2 separate regions of the Sus scrofa genome follow, and region 1 is linked to region 2. The links are chromatin contacts, called in public Hi-C maps. All regions are on one chromosome and are shown on one strand. Each heading gives the region's core, a stretch centred on a gene start, on an enhancer-like site or on the middle of the called end of the contact. The rest is flanking DNA. Distances are from core to core; before and after follow the strand shown. Region 1 overlaps BTBD19 (BTB/POZ domain-containing protein 19). Region 2 holds the start of TMEM69 (transmembrane protein 69).

Evidence for each region. Hi-C and Micro-C count contacts between places; a contact is called where the count stands out from the background.
Region 1: a Hi-C map of liver shows a contact between it and region 2, with 1.7 times the contacts expected there. The contact joins the enhancer-like site here to the promoter of TMEM69 in region 2. A contact is called at or near these places in 1 of 5 promoter capture datasets (liver), 1 of 47 Hi-C or Micro-C datasets (liver) and 2 of 2 datasets of contacts at active chromatin or transcription factors (alveolar macrophages and skeletal muscle).

What each region holds. Positions count from the first base shown.
Region 1 is chr6:166,518,404-166,524,610 of Sscrofa11.1, forward strand. BTBD19 (BTB/POZ domain-containing protein 19) reads right to left here. Exons shown (of 8, transcript XM_021096773.1): 3 at 5,447-5,660; 4 at 5,179-5,350; 5 at 3,731-3,790; 6 at 3,562-3,630; 7 at 3,360-3,491; 8 at 1,863-3,228. The coding sequence starts at 5,319. The coding sequence ends at 2,842. Among named protein-coding and RNA genes, the nearest start is that of BTBD19, 5.2 kb to the right of the region's middle. Within about 2 kb of position 2,683, at least 66 of the 83 cell types and tissues checked have an H3K27ac peak or open chromatin away from gene starts, as enhancers often do. A contact at or near this core is called in alveolar macrophages, liver and skeletal muscle, where this site is marked.
Region 2 is chr6:165,706,320-165,713,134 of Sscrofa11.1, forward strand. TMEM69 (transmembrane protein 69) reads right to left here and starts at 2,664. Exons shown (of 3, transcript XM_021096737.1): 1 at 2,527-2,664; 2 at 634-773. The coding sequence starts at 687. GPBP1L1 (vasculin-like protein 1) reads left to right here and starts at 2,645. Exons shown (of 12, transcript XM_021096736.1): 1 at 2,645-2,877.

The sequences.
Region 1 (6,207 bases), core at 1,433-3,932, 810 kb after region 2:
ATCCTGCGTTGCTGTGGCTGTGGTGTAGGCTGGCGGCTACAGCTCTGATTAGACCCCTAGCCTGGGAACCTCCATATGCCACGGGTGTGGCCCTGAAAAGACCAAAGAAGAAAAAAAAAAAAAAAAAGGCCAAAAAATAAAATAAAATAAAATCCCTGAGAATAACTTTTTTTTCCCCTCGTCAACTGCCCCTAATTTCACTTGATAGTATCTTGTTTTGTAGCTCCTTTAAACCCTCTATGGAGTTTAAATCAGAAAACAAGGTCAGGAGTTCCCGTCGTGGCGCAGTGGTTAACGAATCCGACTAGGAACCATGAGGTTGCGGGTTCGATCCCTGCCCTTGCTCAGTGGGTTAACGATCCGGCATTGCCGTGAGCTGTGGTGTAGGTTGCAGACGCGGCTCGGATCCTGTGTTGCTGTGGCTCTGGCGTAGGCCGGTGGCTACAGCTCTGATTCAACCCCTAGCCTGGGAACCTCCATATGCCGCGGGAGCGGCCCAAGAAATAGCAACAACAACAACAAAAAAAAAAAAAAAAAAAAGAAAAGAAAACAAGGTCAGGAATTCCCTGATGGTCTAGGACTTGCTGCTTTCACCACTGCAGCCTGGGTTCAATCCCTGGTCTGGGAACTGAGATCCCACATCAAGCTACTGCATGCCCAGGCAGGGAAAAAAAAAACAAACCAAAGTCATCTCTGAACATTTACGGAGCACTGATTATATGACAAGGACTGGGAAGCAGAGATGAGCAAGGCACAACTTCAGGCCCAGAGATCTTCCTTCAGGGAGATTCAGGAAGACAAAATGTGTAGCAAATGAAAGGGGAGCATGGGGAGTCTTCAATAATCGAGAGAGCAGACCCAGAGCTAGAGGACCACTGCCTTCGGCACCAGGGAATTTATGCAAAGGTACAGTTGAGAGTTGCTACTACTTGGCACCGCTAATAACGCTGAGTTCCCCTGAAAGTGAAATACATTATATTTTGTCCTGAGGGCAATGGGGATGTTGATGATTTTTTTTTTCTTTTTTTTTTTTGGCCATGCCCATCAGCATATGGAAGTTGCCAGGCCAGGGACTGAACCCATGCCACAGCAGAGACCAGAGCCACTGCACTGACATAGCTGGATCCTTAACCCGCTGTGCCATATGAGAACTTCTGAAGGAAGTTGATATGAGTAGGACTGACGATCTTAGATAAGTGTATGGTCAGGCCACTCAAGATGGCTGTTCTTTTTTTTTGCTCTCTGTACATCCCCTGCTCAACCAGTGCCTGCCTATTCACCTACAGCCTACACACAGGACTAAGCTTCCTACAGATTTGCCCCAGGCACCAGCTAATGATTGTTCTTCTCAAGGGGTGGTGAGGGGAGTGCCCTCTGCTGGTTTCCCTGACGGCCAATGAGCCAAGCTGACATCAACTCCCCTTCCCCCCAGGAGTGAGGCCTGCCCCATCCTACCCACCTTCTGCAGCACACAATGGGGTGTCGCTCCTGGACCTTGCTTCGGACATGTAAGATCCCCCAGTCCATGAAACGCTGATGTCTCCGCTGCTGATTCCAGGCTCATTCTTGGGTCTTGCTGAAGCTGAAGCTGGGCAAGTACAGACCTTACAGGCCTGTGAGGCCATAGCCCAACAAGAAGTCTGGTGACAGTGGGAAATGGGCGGGGGGGGAATTCCGCAGGCACGAAGTCAGGAAAGCAATCAAGAGCCCATGGCAGTAATTCCTGCCACAGATATAGGCCTGGCTGAACTGGGCTGAGGCATGGGACTGACGGGAAAGATCTTGCAGGAGAGGAAAAAGAATTTTCCCCTAACCTCTGAGCTCTTGGCTGAGACCTCTGAAATAAGACAGAGGAATAAGAGGGGGAAAAAAAAAACCAATTTATTAACATGTTATACATGGGAGATACCCAGGGGAAAACGAGTAACTTCCTGAGGTGGCCTAAAATACCTGTGTAGATACCATCTTCAGCTAAAGACAAAGGAAAGAAAAGTGTGGGGAGGCCAGTTATGGGAAGGCCATCAGGAAAAAGCACCGAGAGCAAGGCTAAGGTTTACTAGGTGTATTTCAGTGGCGACCGCAAGGCAAGATTCTTCGTAGTCATCCTCCTCCTGGTACAGGGAGACACCTTACGCATGGAGCTTTCCTTCATAAAAATTTCCCTTACAAAAGGGTAACTTCTCTGTTTTCAAAGTTCTCCTTTTTCTCAAAATACTCAACTTAAAATAACCCCACGCTAAAAAGGCATATTCTGGGCAGGCATCTGCTTTCAGTCTCTTCGTAGGTAGAAGTCCCGGGAGCCCGATGTGAAGAAGAGGCGTAAAGCACGGAGGAGACACCCAGGAGATGGGAAACCCTATGGGGGCCGAACTGGTCAAGGATGCGGCGGGAGCTCAGTTTTGGACCGAAGCTGCGTCGCCTGTGGGGCACGGAGAGGGAGCTGCGGGGCGGGGGCCTGGCGACACAGAGGGAGCTGGGCTGAAATATATGCGTGGCTTACGAGAGGGACCGGGCTGCGCAAAAGTGCCGGGCTCCCGGGAACCGCCCATAGAGCTGGAGCGCTGGCGCGAGGGACACCGCTTTCGGATTTCGCGCGGGGCTGGAGGCGGAGGCCCAGCCCTGGGCCGCCCCGCGCCGCGCAGACCCGCCCTCCACCGCCCGGGCGCCTCGCCCACCGCGCCTGCGCGTGGCCGACCGCGTATCCCCCCCCGCCACCGCCGCGCGCTTCCCGCGCCCTCCTCGCACGGCATGCTGGGAGCGGAAGCCGTCTCCGTGCGCCGAGCATGGCGGGAGCTGGAGTTTGGCAGAGAGCCGGAAGTCCCCGGACCCGGCGGCCTTTGGTCACTTAAAGGGCGGGTCCAGAAAGCGGTGATGCTCCCGGGGCAGGGTGCCCCTCCGGCGGCGGCACAGGGCGCCCCGGGCCGCATCCCCTCTCCTCAGAGCGTGGCATTTCCACGCCTCCACGATCTGCTCCACCTGCAGGGAAACCGGGTCACCGCGGTGTCCCGCAGGGCCCACCTCGCCCTGCAGACCCAGGCCGGCGCCCCCCGCGCTTCCCCCACGCCCCGGAGTGGATCTGAGCCCGGTTCCCCGCGTCCGCACCGGGATGAGTGGCTCCCTCCGGTTCTGCTCTTCCAGGGCGCTCAGTTCTGCAGGGGCCAGTAAGGCCAGTCTCAGCTCCCGCACTACCGGAGCCGCCACCTCGGCCACAGGCCGCTCCAGCACCGCCTGTCGACGCCAGCGCTGAGCCCGGGCGAGCGGGGGCATCTGCTCAGCCGCCCGCCCGCTCGCTCGCCGGGTTCCTGCGCCCCAAGCCTCGTTCAGCAGCGCCACGGGCATTCCCCTCAACCCTCGCTTACCGCGCCCACGCGTGCCCAGCTCCGGGCCGCCAGGACGAGCTCGGCCTCGTCCACGCAGAGCTTGTCGCTGCGCAGCAGGGGCAGCAATGCTGGCGCCGACAGCTCCAGGAAACCACGGGTCCGGAGGGCCTCCTGTGGGTCCAAAATTGGGTCAGAGAGGAGCAGGATGTGGGGTCGGGAGTATGAAGGTGTGGAGCTGTACCTGGCTGTGGGCCTCTATGAAGGCTACACAACGCTCCTGCAGCGATCCCAGGCCAAAGGTTACGGCCACCTGAGAGCAGCATGAGAGAGGTCAGGTTGGAGATGGAAAAGGCCATGTAGCCCAGCCCTCCACACCTGGATCACCTATAGGCCTGCCCAGCAGCACCCACCTGCAGAGCCTCACAAACTAGCTCCACATCCAGCACCTTCACCACAAACTCCAGGCACAGCTGGGAACAGAAATGAACGTGGGTTGTGCCCCAGTGTCCCTTTTCCAAGGACCCAGCCCAAGCCCAGAAGCAGTGAGCAGGCCAAGCTTGGAGCAGTGAGCCACCCAGGTTCCCAGCAGCTCCAGGACCAAGCAGACCTCCCAGGCCAAGGGAGGTGGGGAATCACCAGCGCCAGAGAATGGGCAAGCCTGGAGGAACGAGGAACTAGCAAAGCCAAGCCCAGCAACCTACCTTCTAGTACATTCCCCACTAATCAAACTAGATAAGAGCCATGTGAAAAGTCCACTCTCCCTTTCGCAACACTTATCTTTCTCCATGTGTCCCCTTCATGAGGCAGAGACACTTCTGTTTTAACCAGAAACTTGAATTTCATCCATGACCTCTCCCTCTCACCCCCACATCCAGAAAAAAAGCACTGGGTCATGCCAGTTCCACGTCTCTCTCTCTCTCTCTTTTTTTTTTTTAGGGCTGCCATATGAAAGTTCCCAGGGCTAGGGGTCAAATCAGAGCTGTCTCTGTCAGCCTGACAGCTCACGGCAATGCCAGATCCTTAACCCACTAAGCTAGGCCAGGGATCGAATCCTTATCCTCATGGATACAGTTGGGTTCGTTTCTGCTGAGCCCACACGGGAACTCCCCAATCCCTAATCTCTTCAGCTTGCAAGTCCTCTCACTCCTTTACCTGAAAGCTCCAGTGAATCTCCACTGGGTAAAAGAAGTCCTAATTCTTGAAGGTCCTGCAGGAACTAGCCCCTGGCATCCTCCCCCGGTCCTCTCTCCTTCTCCTCCACTCACACTCTCAGTCCCGCCACACTAAATGTCGCGCCAGCTCCTTTTGCGCCTCTGTGAGTAGAATGCCACTTTCTTCCCCTCCCCCCAAACAAACCCCTTCACTTTCTACCAAACCCAACAAATGTTTCCTCCTCCAGGAGGCCTTCCCCTCCTCTCTCCCTGGTGGCAAGACCAGAAAGACTCCTCATAGTCTCAGCATCATTTGCTCTCATCCGTCACACTTCTTTGGCTGCACCCATGGCAGGTGGAAGTTCCTGCGATTGAATCCGAGCCTCAACTGCAACCTATGCCACAGCTGTGGCAACACCGGTTCCTTAACCCATTATTCTGGGCAGGGATCAAACCAACACTTCCACAGAGGCAAGCCAGATCATTAACCCTTGTGCCACAGTGGGAACTCCCTTGTCACACACTAAAGCCACTCACTGGGTTAAGAGTTTTCTTCTGTCTGTCTCCATTTGAAGAACAGGGATCAAGACTGACTTATCCTGGCATCTACAGCACCAGCCATAATCAGCCCATATGCTGCACACATAAGGTATGCATGTGTCCTTTTGCATACAGGCACACATAAATGACTGTTTACACAGAGATACCCATTCTTCTCTCTCTACTGGTGCGTGTCCTCTCCACGCTAGCAGGTGTGTGAGGCAGGGTGTGAACGGAGCCCAGAAGAGGTGGGGGAAATGAGACGGGACAGCCACATAGACCCACCTCTCGCAGTTCCTCCAGCCCATACTCCACAGCTGCTGTCAGCACCTCCAGCACCTGCACAGTAGGTGTTTGGGGAAGTGAAAGGGAGTCTCCTCTGCCTCCTACTCCCCCACCCCGCCCAGAGCCCCAAGCCCTGCCCAGTGGGCTCACAGAGTGTCAGTGCAGCTTGGCACTGTTGGTGTACAGGAACTCTAGCACTGCCAGGAAGGCCTCAGCTGGCACGGTGCTTAGCACAACGGGGCTAGGCACCCCAGGGCCCATCTCCGAGCCCAGAAGTCGCTGGAAGAAGTTGCATCTACACGCCAACAAGCACCGGTGGGCAAATACCTCCTGCCGTTCTTGACCGACCACAAAGCGAACATCACTGCGGGGGGCGGGGAGAGAGAGAGAGAGAACCAGGAAGAAGAGGCCAGAGTCTCAGTGCAGCTCTAGGCTTTGCCTTCGCTCTATAGGCCTCCGTTTTCTTATCTGTCATGTAAGAGACTGTCCCTTCTCCCAAAGGTCTGGGTCACTCAGGCCTGAGTTCCAATTTTTTTTTTTTTTTTTTTTTTTGGTCTTTTTTTTTTTGCTATTTCTTGGGCCGCTCCCACGGCATATGGAGGTTCCCAGACTGGGGTCAAATCGGAGCTGTAGCCACTGGCCTACGCCAGAGCCACAGCAACGCTGGATCCTTAACCCACTGAGCAGGGGCAGGGACTGAACCCGCAACCTCATGGTTCCTAGTCGGATTCGTTAACCACTGCGCCACGACAGGAACTCCAGGCCTGAGTTCTAATCCCAACTCCACCTTATGGTGCCTAGGCAAGAAACCTTCTACCCATCGACTCAGGATTCTCATCCCTGAAATGGAAGGCTAATCCCAAACCCTAGGAGGTGGCTCTGCCTGATCACTGAGCAGGCACCAGGGCTGA
Region 2 (6,815 bases), core at 1,414-3,913:
CAATAACCCTGCTGATTCTGGGCTTTAGTGAGAAGATTCCATATTTCAACAGATAAACAGATCAAGAGTAACTCAAAAAAAAAAAAAAATGTTGGATGAAAGAAAAAATGGAATAGTTATTTAAGAATCTTGGTGATTACCCAAAATGCTAGGAATGATTCCATCTTTTTTCTTTTTCAGCTGGACCTGCAGCACGTGGAAGTTCCCAGGCCAGGGATCAAACTGGAGCCAGAGCTGCAACCTGTGCCACATCTGTAGCAATGCTGGATCCTTAACCCGCTGTGCTGGGCTAGGGATTGAACCAGTGCCTCCATGGAGACAAGCCAGATCATTAACCCATTGTGCCACAGCAGGAACTCCTCTTTTTTTCTTTTTGTATAGAATGTTCTTCCCTGAGCTACTTGCATGGCTCCTTCCCTCACTGCTGATCACCCTGCTTGTAAATGCAATCCTTAAGTCTACTGTTCTCTATTCCCCCTCCCTGCTCTAAAGTTCTCTATAGCATGTAACACTTGACACAGCAAACATTTCAACCAGAATATAAGAGGAAAGGATTTTTTTCTTCTTCACTGCTATTGCCTAGCCAAGCAATGCCTGGAAAGTAGTGCTCAAATATTTGCTGAATAAACTAACCTTTGAAGATGCTCGAGAAAACTTCTGGATGAAGCGAAGCATATTGGGCCTCATTGAGAGTCTTGCTTAGGAAGATGCCAGGCAGTTCTGATTAATGTATTTTTACAGCTAACTGGAGGGTCTTAATCAGAAGCATGCTGCTATGTACAAAATAAGATGTCATTTATTTTCTTCATTTTATACATAGTTTTTTAAAAGTAGTAATTCGGGAGGATTTCTTCCATATAACACAGTTTCCTTGGAAAACAATCACTAATGTTTTCAAAAAATCAGTTAACATATTAATAGATCCTTTTCTTCTCTGAACCATTTTTTTAAGCTTTTGATGTCTGGTATTACAACGTAATTAATGCATAGAGACAATAGATCTGGGTTTTACAAATGCCTCCCTCATTTCCCAGCTGTGTGACCTTGAGTAAATTGTTTCCTTGGAGTGCAGCTTTCTCATCTTTAACACTGGAAGTCATAGGAGTTCCCGTTGTGGCTCAGTGGTTAACAAATCCAACTAGGAACCATGAGGTTGCAGGTTCGATCCCTGGCCTCGCTCAGTGGGTTAAGGATCTGGCGTTGCTGTGAGCTGTGGTGTATGGGTCACAGACACAACTCAAATCCCGAGTTGCTGTGGTTCTGGCGTAGGTTGGTGGCTACAGCTCCAATTCGACCTCTAGCCTGGGACTTCCATACGGGTGCGGCCGAAGAAAAAAAGACAAAACACTGAAAGTCATATAGCTTCTCTGCTTTTTTTTTTTTTTTCCCTTAAGGTATGTTTTGGGGCTTTGTAGTTTACAGCTCAAAGTAATGATAGTAGCAATCAATACAATTTAGCAGGCACTGTAACTATGTGTTTTATATGCACTAACTCATTCAATACAATGACCTCATCAACTTGGTGCTGGAAACAGTATTGCCTGTTAAGTTAGAGTGCAGACTTGAGTCAAATAATCTGGTTTGGAATCCTGGCTCCAACATAGTATTAGCTATATCACTTTGGACAAATTATTTAAGCTGGCTATGGTGCAGTTCACTCATCTACAAGGCTTATAATAACTACATAGGGTCTTTGTATTTTTAAAAAAAAAAAAAAGTCAATACATGTAAAGAGCTGACAACTGTTCCTAACACAAAGTAGGCACTCAAAAAATATTAGCTATTATTCCCACCTTACACAATATAAGCAGCCCAGTAAGTGGCTGTGTGAAAATATGAATCTACATCTATCATGTTTACATGAGTTCCATTCTTAACCAGAAGAATGAGGTGTCTAAAAATCCAAACCCCACAGTTGCTGCTTGATTAAAAAACTTGGTGAACTAATTTCTTGACTACAGATCTTAGGGCTGGGTCAAGAAATTCTGTACACCAGCCAGTCAGTGTCTTCATTCTATGAATAAGGAAGCAAGCAGGACGTTTATCTCTGGCCTCTGAGCAGAGGTTAGATAACACACATCTACTCCTGACTCCCAGACACACGTATCCGCATGGCCCACACATTCACCTTTGTTCAAAATCACCCCATTAAAAAGCTTAATGCTCCCTCAACCTTTCGAACTTTCTATGCAAGGTGACATGTGCTTCCCATCTCAAGAGTATTGAAGCGAAAAAGTGACACCCTAAAAGCCTGAGGACGGCAACTGGTGAGGGGTTTAAAGGACAAAGCCCCAAGTGTTAATCTGCTCAATTTTGGTGAAAAAGCTCAAGGTTTCCACTGCCTCAAATATAAGAGTTGCAAAATGCAAGTCTCAGCGCCGACAGCAGAGAAAAGGGAAGGCGGGGTCTGGATGCAAAGATCCTCGGGAAACTGTGCCCAACTGTGCCTGCGGTTTCAGTTTTACTCTGAAGGCTTGGTGCCCCCCTTTCCCAACCTGCACTGGTCGCAGCAGCGCTGTTACTTACTTGCCAGCGTCGCGCGGGGAGGTGGAAAGCTGAGCTGCAAGATTGGCCAGGCTCTCTGGAAAAAGCACTTCCGGCAAGTGGGGGTTATTAGCCTCCCACTTCCTGGGAGCCGGAAAAAAATCAGTCCGGCTGGAGACCTAACCACCCCTAACTGGTTCCCAATTCCAGGCTTTCTGTCTTGGACTCTAACATCTTGATTCTAGTGAAAGCCGGCTTTGGAATTCTTAGGGCATCTGAACGGTCCTTGCCTTTCTATTCCAGGTTTCCCAGCCAGAAGAATCTGCTCCGCAGAGTTCGGGAAGGTGGAGTGAAACTACTGGAACCATCTCAGAGTGATGGTGGTGGAGCAAGGTAGGAGAGATTTGGAGTCTAGGCCAAGTATGACTTGGCCAAATTGCTTGCTATCTCTGGAATTCATTTTTTTACTTTGCGTAACAACAAAGTTTCTAGGATCAACGGGGCACATCTCCCTTCTCATTGGGGTCCTGAACTAATACTAGCTAAGAAAACAAACACCTGTTTCCACTTCATTTTCTTTGCTGCTAACTGAAAACTTAGTTAAGAAATAAAAAGCACCGGGGCAGGACTTTCACTTCCATGAAAGACGTGGTAAGAGTCTTGGGCTTGAGGGTGACCCGGAAGTTAGATTATTCCTCCTGTCGCTCTCCGCTTTAACTTTTGTTTGTGAGCTAGGTGACCTTGAGCAAGTCCCTTCCCTTCTCTGAGCTTCAATTTCAGTCTGTCATCGGGAGTTCCCGCTGTGGCACAGCTGGTTAATGACCCCACTTGTCTCTGTAGAGGTGCCAGTTGGATGCCCAGCCCACTGCAATGGGTTAAGGATCTCTCCTTGCTGCAGCTATGGCGTAAGTCGCAGCTCTGGCTCGGAATGAATCCCTGACCAGAGCACTTTCCTACGCCGCGAGTGCGGCTGGAAAAAAAAAAAAAAAAGGAAGCACCACTAGACGTATCTGTCTGAAGACAATGGGAGACCTGAACCGGCCCAGGATGGCCAGTTTCACATTCCTCCAGATTCTATGTAGTCTAGCTTCCTGGTTACCAGCTCTCTCAAGGTTTAGCTTCGCGTGCAGAACGGGCTCACAGCACATTCTTCCTGATGCTAACCCCTTCCAGCCGCTATCGGCTTTCACTTTTATTTCCTCCTCCGTCATGGCAGCGCCGCCCCTTCCCGTTACGCGACACCCAATGAAACTTTGGGTCAGAGAAACAGCTTCTCCGCCCTGGCACGGGAGCAGACTCAGACCCGAAATCCTCCCGGTGCTGGGACAGGGGCGTGACGCCAGCGGTCGGGCGGAACTAGCACTCCCAGTGGGCAACGCCTCGGGCCCAGCCGCGCAGGACTCCAGAGCCCGGCAGCGAGGCCCGCTGGGGGCTGGAGTCTTAGCGACGCGCGCGCACGTGGAAGGCAGGAGCCGAAAGTGGGAAGGGGTCGGCAAACACACACGCCTACCGGTGAGCACCTGTAGAGGTAGTTCGGAGAGGCGTGCTTCCCCAGAGGTGGGGTGTGCAGGACGAAGGGGCGTGTTGAAACGGGCACACCGTACACACCCACCCACTCGTTCGCACGCGCCCAGGCCCGAGTGTCGGGAGAGGCAATGGAAGGGGAGTATCAAACCCAGTTGATCTCCGCCTCTAAGGCGGCGCGCGGAAAAGCAGGGTTCTCCCCTGCAGAGGGGCGGGGGCGACCGGGCACGGCCGCAAGCCGCTGCGGAGGGAGGGCTGGGGGCGGGGCGAGGGACAACCGCTGTTCTCGCGGCCGCACGTTGGCGCTCGGAGCGCCGGCGGCGGTCGCCCGAGCAGCGCCCGTGCGCGTGCGCGCCTGTGGGCGGGGCAAGCGAGGGGGCGTGTCAGAGGCGGGGCCGGGCGGGGGGGCCGGGCTGGCCTTCGCTCCTCCCCCTGCGCCCGCTCTGCCCCTCCTGGGCCGTGTGGGCCGGGCAGCCATTTTGGGAAGAGCTTTGTTATGGTTGTGGGCTCTTCACCTCCGCGGGAGCAGGAAGCGGGGGACGCGCCCTGAGACGCCGCGACTGGCCCCTAGCTGGAGCTCCGCGGCTGCCCGGTGAGTGCGCGTTGCGGACACCTGGGCGGGGGGGGGATCTCGCGTCGTCCGGCGCGGGCCTCCGCCCGGTCCCCGACCGAGCGGCTGTTGCAGCAAGTTGCGGGAGGCTCTCACACAGGTGGTTGGGTGTAGGTCGGTCCGGGGAGCCGGGGGCGAGCCCACGCGTCGTGCGGTTCCGACGCCGCACCTCGCCCGGCGCGGGCAGCCGTGCCCGCGAGCGTCGGCGCGGCTCCGCCTGAGCGCTCCCGCTTCAACTTCGGTCTTGGGGTCGCCGTGCTCACCTGCGGCTCCCTGGCTCCCCTCCAGGCGGTCCGTCTCGGTGGTGGCTCAGCAGCCTGGTGCCCGGGTGTCTCTTTCTTCCCTTCCTAAGTGAGCGCCGAGGGCTTTTGTTTTCCAGGGATGGAAAGTCTAAGGAAGAAAGCGAGTGAGGCAAACGTGGGGTCTTTGCGGGGAAACGGAGAGCTTTGCCTCCCTCCCCCACTTGCCCCGTGTCCCGCTGCCTCTGGGCAGCGAGGTGTTTTCGTTCATTTCGATTCCGTCTGTCCAGCACCTTTCCTTTCGGGGGCGGCGGGGGGGAAAGGCTGGTCCATCTCGAAGTCTCCTACCGAGGACTTTTTTTTTTTCCTTTCTGTTTAACATCTACCTCTCCCCACCCCCATGAAATTCAAAAGAAAGGCTGAATCTAAAATGGCTGTAGCTTGGGGAAGTGCCCTGAGCTTGGTAACTTAAATACGCTAACAGGTCTTAAATTCTGAGTTGTTTCTCCTACGGGGACAACTACTGGATCTTTAGATCTTGCAGTTCGTGTCTTATCTTGAAGAATTTGCTAGGCGAAAACTAAGGTGAGGCTGAAGAAGTTTGCTTACTCCAAAAGTTTACATAAGAGTGGGTGTGGTGTTGATTGTTTTTTTATTTTTTTTTTTTTGTAGTTGCTTATAGTTTTTAAATTGTGCTGTGGTGGTAATTTTATCAGCCAACTATGCTCCGAGGTTGGTTTATCCTATTTGTTGAAATATTTGCTCTTTGATATTTATTGCTTATAAGGAAAAAATGAAGTTGGTGATGGCTCATGTTTTTAGTTTAGTAACATAAGTCACCTTCTCTGTAAGTCCCATCCAAAAGTAAACTGATTGGTAGTCTTCAGTAGACTTAGATTTGTAGTTTTGGTCGATTGCTGGACTTTTCTAAGGTCTTTTATGTGTAATGCTTGAAAGAGATCAGAGTGCTGTTAAGTTTGGGGTATTTATTAGAAGAGTGTAAACAAACTTTACATGTGGAGTGTCTCATGGTTGTGCCCTTTCAAACAAAAGGCTGTCTTTTTGTTTGCTGTTTTTCGTTGTGTTTTTTTTTTTTAAACCATTAGATCCAGAAGTTTAACTGAAAACAAAAAGGCATAGAATGGAAACCAAAAACAGTTAACTTCAGTATTTGGGAAGATGCTTGAGTTTCAAGTTGCAGTCTGTCTAAAAGATAAAATAATAAAATGGTAATTGTGAATGAAAATTTTGGAATTAATAGTAAAATAAACTGTCTTCTTTCCCTAGGAGTCAGTTTCAGTTTACCTTTCTACATTCTTTAAATACTAAAGTTTACTTTTGTGAGTTCCCCTGGGAATTGATTGTTGTTGTTCTTAAAGTATTTTTGTGGTTTTACAAGACAAACATTTAAAATGCTTTACAGAAATTACAAGTCAGTTGCTTTGTGTTTTTCCGTTGTTGACCACTGGACCCATAAACTTGGGTGAGACTTTAAATTTTTTTTTTTTTTCCCCAGGGCACTCAAAACAGTTTGTATGTATTGATACAAATATCCTTTCAAATATTCTTTCAGTTGATTGTTTTTGCCAAGCCCACAGCGAGTGGAAGTTCCCAGGCCAGGGATTGAACCAGAGCCACAGTAGTGACACCACCAAATCCCTAGCTGCTACGCCACCAGGGAATTTCAGGTTGATTTCAGTTGAATCCTATTTTACCTGAGCTCTTGAAATTTGGTGGTGGGGAGGGAGAATGTTAGGAAGCCAATTTTATTTCGAATGAATTCTCCTTGCCAGTTTTCTCTTCAGTGTCTGTTTAATAGTTTGGCTGAGGGGGTCATGCAGCCATTTTAATAAGTGTGGAATGACAAGAAATCTGGAATACATTTCTGCTTATAATTCATTTTTAAATGCTTAATTAATTTGTTTATTCCTATGAGGTAGATAATGTTTTATCTCCAT